Linked DNA regions of Zea mays: region 1 is linked to region 2. The links are chromatin contacts, called in public Hi-C maps. All regions are on one chromosome and are shown on one strand. The core of a region is the stretch at or near the end of the contact, and the rest is flanking DNA. Distances in the headings are between cores, read along the strand shown. Region 1 has its middle 65 kb from the start of LOC100193025. Region 2 holds the start of LOC100193025 (putative laccase family protein).

The links. A called contact is a pair of places that touch in the nucleus more often than the background predicts.
Region 1: a contact with region 2 is called in a Hi-C map of tassel, with 5 times the contacts expected there. The contact joins the enhancer-like site here to the promoter of LOC100193025 in region 2. A contact is called at or near these places in 4 of 25 Hi-C or Micro-C datasets (ear, endosperm, leaf and 1 more).

The regions. Positions count from the first base shown.
Region 1 is chr1:39,926,985-39,931,440 of Zm-B73-REFERENCE-NAM-5.0, forward strand. No RefSeq gene overlaps it. Among protein-coding and RNA genes, the nearest start is that of LOC100193025, 65 kb to the left of the region's middle. Within about 2 kb of position 2,172, at least 6 of the 20 cell types and tissues checked have an H3K27ac peak or open chromatin away from gene starts, as enhancers often do. A contact at or near this core is called in tassel, where this site is marked.
Region 2 is chr1:39,863,178-39,867,462 of Zm-B73-REFERENCE-NAM-5.0, forward strand. LOC100193025 (putative laccase family protein) reads right to left here and starts at 1,487. Exons shown (of 6, transcript NM_001138193.1): 1 at 1,289-1,487; 2 at 830-981; 3 at 114-361; 4 at 1-33. The coding sequence starts at 1,402.

The DNA.
Region 1 (4,456 bases), core at 922-3,421, 64 kb after region 2:
CACCTAGTTTAATATTTCCAATAGAATTAAGCTCATTAATGATAAGATTCAAACGAGAATACATATCTCTAATAAGCTTATTTTCTTTCATTGTAAAAGAATTATATCCATTCAAGACTAGGCAATGTATTTGCTCACAGACATTAGATGTGTCGTAATGGAGCTCTCATAATTTTAGTCAAATCTCATTAGCATTTTCCAAAGTAAATACTTGATTGAAAATGTCCATGCTAAGAGATTCATGCAAGCAATTTTTGGCTCTAGCATTTAAATGACTTTCTTTTTTGTCACTCGCGCTGAGCTTCTCGGGATTCTTAGATGGTTTCATACCATCGCGAGTGACTCTCCAAACACTTAGATCAACTACTTGTAGGTAACAAGCCATTCTAGCAATATAGTGGGGGAAATTAGTATTGTCAAAATGTGGTGGTCTATGGGTATCCATCCCCTTTCTCTAAAAAGTGTCGGGTCTATTAGCGGTGATGATAAAATGTTCCAAATGAACCAAACCGGTCTTTGATACTAATTGAAAAGGAACACAAGCGCCTAAGACGGAGGGGGGGGGCTGAATTAGGACTTATGTAAATAAGTAAACTAGAATGTGCAAAATAGGTTTTGTCTAAGTGTTGTTATCTCTACCGCAAAAGTAGTTATGTAACCTAAGTTACAATCCTAAATATTCTATACTAGGAATAGAGAGATTGAAAGCTAAGTACTTAATTTAAATGTGGAAGGTAAAGAGAAAAGGTAGAGATGCAAACTCTCATGGATGACGTCGGTATTTTTACCGAGGTATCCGGAACCACGCAAGGTCCTGACTAATCCTCGTTGGTGCTCCCATGCAAAGGGTAGCCCACACGAGGGCCAAGCACCACGGTCGAGTAACTCCATAGAGAGCCATAGGCCTTCTCCACGCGTAAATGGTGCCCCGCTTCTGGCTCCTCTAGGATTGAAAGCATCTAGGCCCCTGGTTGGTTTTAGTGATTAATGACAACATAAGATTATATGTGACTAATGTGTGTTTTGCAGAGCAAATGGTAAGTTAGGTCGCATTACAGGAGGTTGCGTTGCAACGGTGAAAACAATCCCTCAGATGAGAACTTGAAGCGACGGCTGAAAAGGCGAATCAAAAGATGAAGGTCTTCATATTCTGAGTGTCCAAGGAGTTGTGGACACTTGGTATAGAATTAGGTCTTCTATTTTTGTTTTAGCCGTACTATAAAGAGGTGTTGTGGATGAGTAGTTTGACCAAGAGAGTTCTAGTGTAGTGTTGGTGCATATTCACACTCACATCTAGTGCTAGGTGTCACTCTACAACACACTCACAAGTTAGAACGAAACCGGTTTGGAAAAACCTAAGTAAAAGAAATTGGGTTTGCTGTCTTAGGGGCACCGGACTATCTAGTGCACCCTCTGACAGTGGGGCCAGCCAGCCCCAGGGCAGCCCCTCTGCCCCCGAGAAACCCGAGAGCGACGAATTCGCTGAAATGAATTTTAGTGCACACATTGGACTGTCCGATATGCACCAGACATTCATTGTTCACTGTCCGGTGTGTCGTCAATACCTTCTCACCCTTATAAATCTAAACAAGATCCAATCTACTTTAACACAATTAGTGAGGGGAAGGCTTATGTTTTTTACCCTCAGCGTCGCCGTCGCGGCACACCGACTCAAGTAGCTGACCTAGAATTTTGGCATGCCATAATATTGCTTCATCCGACAACCCGCAGCAGAGGCACAAGGCTATGCAACGCAGAGTGCAGTTAGAATGTCACTGTAAACAGCTGATAATAGACTCTGGTCACCGCTGTGCATGAAGTTACTGCAATCTGAAGCTAGAAAAAAAACACAGAGTCTGCATACACTGGTACTGGTACTGTTATGTCAGCGTAGTTCCTCGCGCCCCTTAATTTCCATTGCAGGGTTAGCAAGCAAAGCGCCATGTGTTAGTGTGTGGTTTGGGAACATGTCCTTTTGCAAGCTCTTGTTCTTGTCTCTTGTCTGGACTCCCTCGCCATGTCTGTCTTGGACATCAAGGAAACGACTTTAAGTAAAACTACACTAATCTGCTCTCATTGTACAACCTGGAACACACACGCACGCACAGCGGCACAAGGAAGAGGGTTTCTGGTTGGCGACAGGCGACAGGACATGTATCTGATGATCTGATGTGCATGGCTTTTAGGTTGCTGCCGGGAAAGTGACGCGCCATCCTACTCGGACGATCGACCGGTCCTACTAGGCTTAGCATTACTAACTATAGTCAATGAACCGGGTACTCCTACACGAACTAATAAAGTCCTATAGGAGGCATAGGTCGTCTTAGTTATTCATTTTCTGACACAATATATGTATATGTAGGTATTTTGTAGTCTCTATCAAACCGCGACAAACTCATTAATTCAGTTCATATGTTTTTTCATTTATGTTCAGTTTTCAGTGCATGGTATCTCCACATATGAATATTGTTGAATTTAAATTATAATGGCTGAAGTCACTATTACAAAAACTTAGAAAGACGATATAGTACGATCTGATCTTATTTGTTATATATCAACACAAATGATCTCGGTGAAGGCATTGTTTTGAGTTCGAAGAATTTTCTCTTTAATCTCAAAACCTATGGTATAGCCTTCACAAAATTTCTCTTTAGTCTCGGGTGGGTGGGCGTGCAGTCGTCGGTCGGGCACCGGCGGTCGTCCTTAACGGCGAGGAGGTAAGTGGATGCTTCTATGTCGATACCGGTGAACTGTGCACGCCTGAATCTAATCCTCCTTGCTTGAATCCTTCTCTCTGTGCGAATGAATGTATGAAATGGATCTATTATAAAGTTGAGATTGAGTTTTGGAGGTTTTATGACGTGGATTCGGCCCCCTTTGCGTTTTTCTGTGATGGATTCAGTCCTAAGACCCTTCGGGGTACTTTGACAACACTTTCTATGTGCTTGATCTGGTCAGTTTTTGGGGTGAAAACCGTTAGGGTTTCTAACCCTAACCAGTTCGTAGCGTTTTTTACTGTCTCGCTGATAGTTGACCATGGATCTTCGGATCCTGATCCCTTTCGCAGTCTCTGTGACATGGGTTTGGGATTTGGGTTAGGAAAAACCCTAACCATAAGGCCACCGTCTTTAATGTCGGTTTACCGGTTCTTAGCCATGAGACTCACTGAGTCTTTGACTTGACCAAACATAAGAACTTGGGGTTAGGAAAACCCTAGCCTGAGATCAGATTCTTTCTAACCTTTTCTTGTTTGTTTTCTATTTTCTCGAGGTGATTAAGCAATAAAGTAAAACTGAGCCCAATCAATTGACCCGAGAACCCCTTATTTGATCTTAAAACTCGTGGATTAGGAGATCTAGGGTACTTAGGTGGCTTCGATACTATTCATCGATACTGTGGGTGCCTAGGATCATACCTAAGCCCCTAGAATAAAAATCCGTACTAGGGGAGATTTTCGATGAAGAGTAGATCTTATTATACTGAGAGGTTAGGGTTCATATACATTCATTGTTGTTGTTCATAGCCGCGACACGATGGCCGCGGCGTCTTAAATGCGCTCCTGCCTCTTCGTGGCCATCTCCTTACGGTTGAGGTTGAGGTGAAGGATCCCGAGTTCCCTGCACTGGTGGCGGGAGCTCAAATCCAATTCCCATTGGGACGCTATCATTCTCTAACTCCACCATTTCTTGTTATAGCTCTTCCAGTCACTACGCATGCCTAGCAGGAGATGGGTCTCACTGTGAATGTGGATTAGGGTTTTGGTGCGAGCAATTAGCGTTAGCTAACACGTCAGCCCACTTAATCCTATTTATATAGTGTTGTGTGACCGAGGCTACACCATGGTTAGGTACCCACCGATCAAGGGCGTGGATTATAGAGTCAGTTAGGATTAACTCTACCCTGGTTACTGTTAACCGGCTTGTGTAGAGGACACACTCTAACAAGTAGATCTTATGAGCATACCGTATGTGACAAGTTTGGTCAGTAAATACTGGGATTGAGAACATCGCCTTCCAATACATCACTTATTAAAGAATTCAAGGAACAGAACTAAGGCTCGAGACATGCCGAGCTCGTCTCGGCTCGGCTCACCTACTCAACGAGTTGCAAAATGAGGCTCAACTCGTGAGCTGCACCTCAAAAAAATAATAGTACATTATATATTGAATTGATAGTCTATAAATATGAAATAAATAATCATAATGTGGCATTACAAGTAATCTAATTATAATTATCATATATCCATCATTAAAGACTAAGAAACGAGTCGAATATTTATAAAATTATCTAATATTCATTAATATTGTGTAGGTTGGTTAATTTTGTGCAGCTCGCGAGCTGACTCCCAAGCCAGAGCAGCTCGCTCGAGGCTCGTGAGTCGCTCTAAACCGAGCCGAGCCGCTTCAAGCTTGAGCAGCCTCACGAGCTTTGATTTTTTTTTCAGTAGCCGAGACGC
Region 2 (4,285 bases), core at 237-2,736:
CAATTGTCTCTGGATCCGCGTTGAACCACTCTCCTGCGGCCACATCGCACGTTAATTATCCTAGTAGTACAGGGCAGGCTACAAGCAGAGCAGAGCAGCAGCAGCAGCAGCACCGAAGATGACTGGGACGTCCTTGTAGGGTTTAACCGGGAGCGGGTATGGCACGCCGCGCTTGGGGAGGATGACGATGGCCCCGTAGAGCGTGGCGCGCATCCAGGAGACGTGCGCGTGCCAGAACAGGGTGCCCCGCTGCCCCGTGATGGTGAAGTTGTACACGAAGCTCTGCCCCGTCTGGATGGGGCACTGCGTCACGTACGCCGGCCCGTCCGACCACCCCGTGCGCAGCTGCCGAACGCCGTGCCTGTTGTTCAATTCGTTCGCGTGTACGTATATGCAGTTTGCATCGCACGCACCCAGAGGGAAGGCACACAAAAGCATCAGTACGGGCATGCAAATATATATCAGCTGCATTATATTGCATTGGCACGTCCTGAAAGACCTGAAACTAGGCTGCTGCCCACTTGGTCCTTTGCTAACTGAAAGGATGGCGAGCTAGCTGCTGATCGCATCCAGGAAACAAATAAAAAGGTGGTAGACGCTGCTTGTTATTAATTAGTTGCTGACACCAACCAGCAGGATCGAGACAGAGGTACGAAACGATGATTTCTCCGTTGAAACATGGCAGCTTTGCGAATGATGATCTAGGTTACTGCTGCAGTTCGTCGCGTCGTTGGTGCAAAGAAACATGGCAGTTCGTCGTCGTTGCTGCAGGGCAGATCGCTATATATATATGTATACTAATTACTATATACATGAAGAGAAAGTTTACCAGTGGATGGTAACGTTGTCCTTGACATTGTTCAGCACCTTGACGACGACGCGGTCGCCCTCCCTGGTGACTATCTTGGGGCCGGGGAACTGGCCGTTCACCGTCGGGATGGCGCGGGTGGTGCACAGCCGCGTCACCTTCTTCATCGTCACCTGCCATATATGCCACACACAAGCCCACACCACACATGACATGATTCGAAACGGCAGATGATATATAGACCCTGTCACGTCCGTCGTCCCAAACTTCCTTCATATATAGACGATGGAAGAACAGACGACCATGCATCAACAACAAGAACTACTAGCAGCTATAGCTAAATCACTGCGTGCGTGCGTGCATGCATGCATGCATGTGGGTACTCCTAGTCCTAGCCAGCAAGTATACGTACATAAGAACACACAGCATGCATGGACGAACGGCGGCTGCTTAATTGGTTGATGAGTGAAATGCACTTACGTTGAAGGTGTAGTGTCTGGTTGTGCCGCCGCCGTGTGACGACTGCGGCAACGCTACCAACGTGCCGAAGAACAGGATGAACGCAAGCCACGACGATGGCGGCGCCGCCCCCATCTCCCTTCCCTTGGCACGCAGATCGATCTCGGACGAGAGATCGAGGACGTACGGTTGTTATATATGGCCGGCCGCAGCAAGATAGCTAGCTAGAGCTATAGCTACAACACGCGGCAGGAATGAAGGGTTATATAGCGAGGAGGAGGAGGACAGTACAGTACTGACGACGGTGGTTGCATTCCTTCCTTCCTTCCTTGCAATTTATTAGGTGGCGACATGATATTTTCCCTTTTTTTCCCAGTGACAAGAAAAAACCGGGGCGGAGCGAGAATTAGGTGACGATGATGATCGAAAGGGTGTTGACAGGAGACGGAGAAAAAGGCGGGGCTTATTAGCGCCAGCCAGCGGCCGCTTTTGCCTGGTCATGTACAAAGAGTTGGGTCCGCCTGGATTTTAGAGTGCAGGCAAAGGAATCGCCCTTTTTGACGTATGGCCCCGCTAGCTGCTTGCTCTCGCTCTGGACGGACGTACATGTATTTTCTCCGGCGTCCAGCGCGCTCATTTTTTTTTTGAACCGTTCGATCTGAGTGCACCCTCGTCAGGATTCAGGAATCATGACTCATGACTGAGACTACTGAGATGATGCAGCCAGCCAATTATCTCCAACGTACGTATTACAGACTGAAGCCCGCGCCCGCCCCCCCTGCAGTGTTGTGATATGATCTTGTGTGTTCTTCTCAAGGAACGACCGCAAATTAACCGTCGCGTCGTCTGTTGAGATTTCCTTGTCGCGTCAGATCGAACGCTACCTTATTAACACTTGGCTAGGATTGGAGTGCTCAGCGGTTAATTTCAACAGTTTTTCTCCTGTAAACTGATAGACGGACGAACTAGAGATCAGAGTTTAGAACACTGCAGCTCACAGGTCCAGGCCACCTCTCTGTTGGATTGATCTTATGTGAATCCGGTCAAAGAGGGGACTTCTTGTATTATGATTGCATGCATAACAATACATTGGATTATTGGTTAACATTCCTCGCCCCATAAACCTAGGGACCTGATCTACTCTAATACGGCTAGCGATGGAAAGACCATCACCTAGCTAATGCACTCTCGGTGTCGTCGTCGCTATTGCACACCGACTCTAAGACTGGCTGCAGCGCAGGCCATCAGCCATCCTCTCTATATGTGTATATTTGGGCCGGGTCTGATGGGCCGGCCCGAAGCACAAAAAAAAATACACCCAGGCATGGCACGACCCGAAATAATTTAGTGTCAGGCTGACACGACCCGATATATCGGGCCGGGTTTGGTCCGAGGTCGCGGCCCATGGGCGGGCACGAGCACGGCTCGTTTAAGGCAGGCACGAAATGGCTCATATAGAGGCACGAAAAGGCCATATATTTATTAAAATCACACTTCATTCCACACTTTCATGTACTTGATAAAAAACACAAAGCTAGAGATAATGCTATTTAGATGTTTTTTGTAGCTTTGAATTAGAGTATGTGATGTAATTTTACTTTTGTTATGAACATTAGATAATAAACTGAACTTACGAACTTTGTATAGAGCTGATTATACTCTTTTTTCTTCTAACAAAATGATTTGTAAACAAGTTAGTCATTGCATAGCTCTGGTAACTTAATACAAATATTAAGTTTGCTTTTGGTCAAATTTATGTGTCTTATCTTTTTATTTGTTTTATTAAATTTGTTTTGAATTTAGGGCTGTGATGTGAATTTCGGGCCAAAAACTGAATTTCGTGCCATGATGTGAATTTCGGGTCGCCCGAAATAAGCCCCGCACGTTTAAGCAATTACGTGTCAGGCCGTGGGCCGAGGGCTAGGCCCATGGGCCGGCCCGAAATTCAAACGGGCCAGGCCGGGCCGAAATTCAAACAATATGGGTCTTTTCGGGCTTGGGCCGGGCCAGGCTGGGCGGCCCGAATATACACCTATAATTCTCTCCTCTATCTCTGTAGATGTTTAGTGTACCCCATTGTCGGCGTTTCGACCCCGGGGGGTCCCTGGACCGACGAGTGAATTGTCGCCGCGTGTCCCAGCCCAGATGGGTTGGCGCGAGACGGAGCACGAAGGGGGGACAGAAGAGAGGGGAAAGCCCGCGGCCTCCGTGTTTGTCCTGCGCCCAGGTCGGGTGCGCTTGCAGTAGGGGGTTACAAGCGTCCGCGTGGGGGGAGAGCGAGGGACTCTACACGTCGCCCCATCCTCCCGCGCGGCCAACCTTCTCGTAAGAGAGCCCTGGTCCTTCCTTTTATAGGCGTAAGGAGAGGGTCCAGGCGTACAATGAGGGGGTGTAGCAATGCGCTGTCGTGTCTAGCAGAGAGGAGCTAGTGCCCTAAGTACATGCCTTCGTGGCAGCCAGAGAGGTTTTGGCATCCTGTTCATATGATGTTGTGGCCGTCGGAGGAGCGTTGGAGCCTTGCGGGAGGACAGCTGTCGGGGCTGTCGAGTCCTTGCTGACGTCTCCTTGCTTCCGTAAGGGTTTGAGAGTCGCCGTCGTCATGGAGCACGCGGGGCGCCATCATTATCTGTTTTTCGGAGCGAGCCAGATGGGACGCCGGTCCCGTTACCCGTAGCCTGAGCTAGCTATGGATAGGGTAATGATGGGCCCCCCTGTGACGTGGTCGGTCCGAGCCCTGGGTCGGGCGAGGCGGAGGCTCCTCCGAGGTCGGGGTCGAGTCGGTCTTTCGGGGTCGAGGTCGTGTCCGAGCCCTGGGTCGGGCGAGGTGGAGTTCGTCGTCTTCCGGGGCCGAGCCCGAGTCCGAGCCCTGGGTTGGGCAAGGCGGAGTTAGTCGTCTTCCGGGGCCGAGCCCGAGTCCGAGCCCTGGGGTCGGGCGAGGCGGAGTTCGTCGTCTTCCGGGGCCGAGCCCGAGTCCGAGCCCTGGGGTCGGGCAAGGCGGAGTTCGTCGTCTTCCGGGGC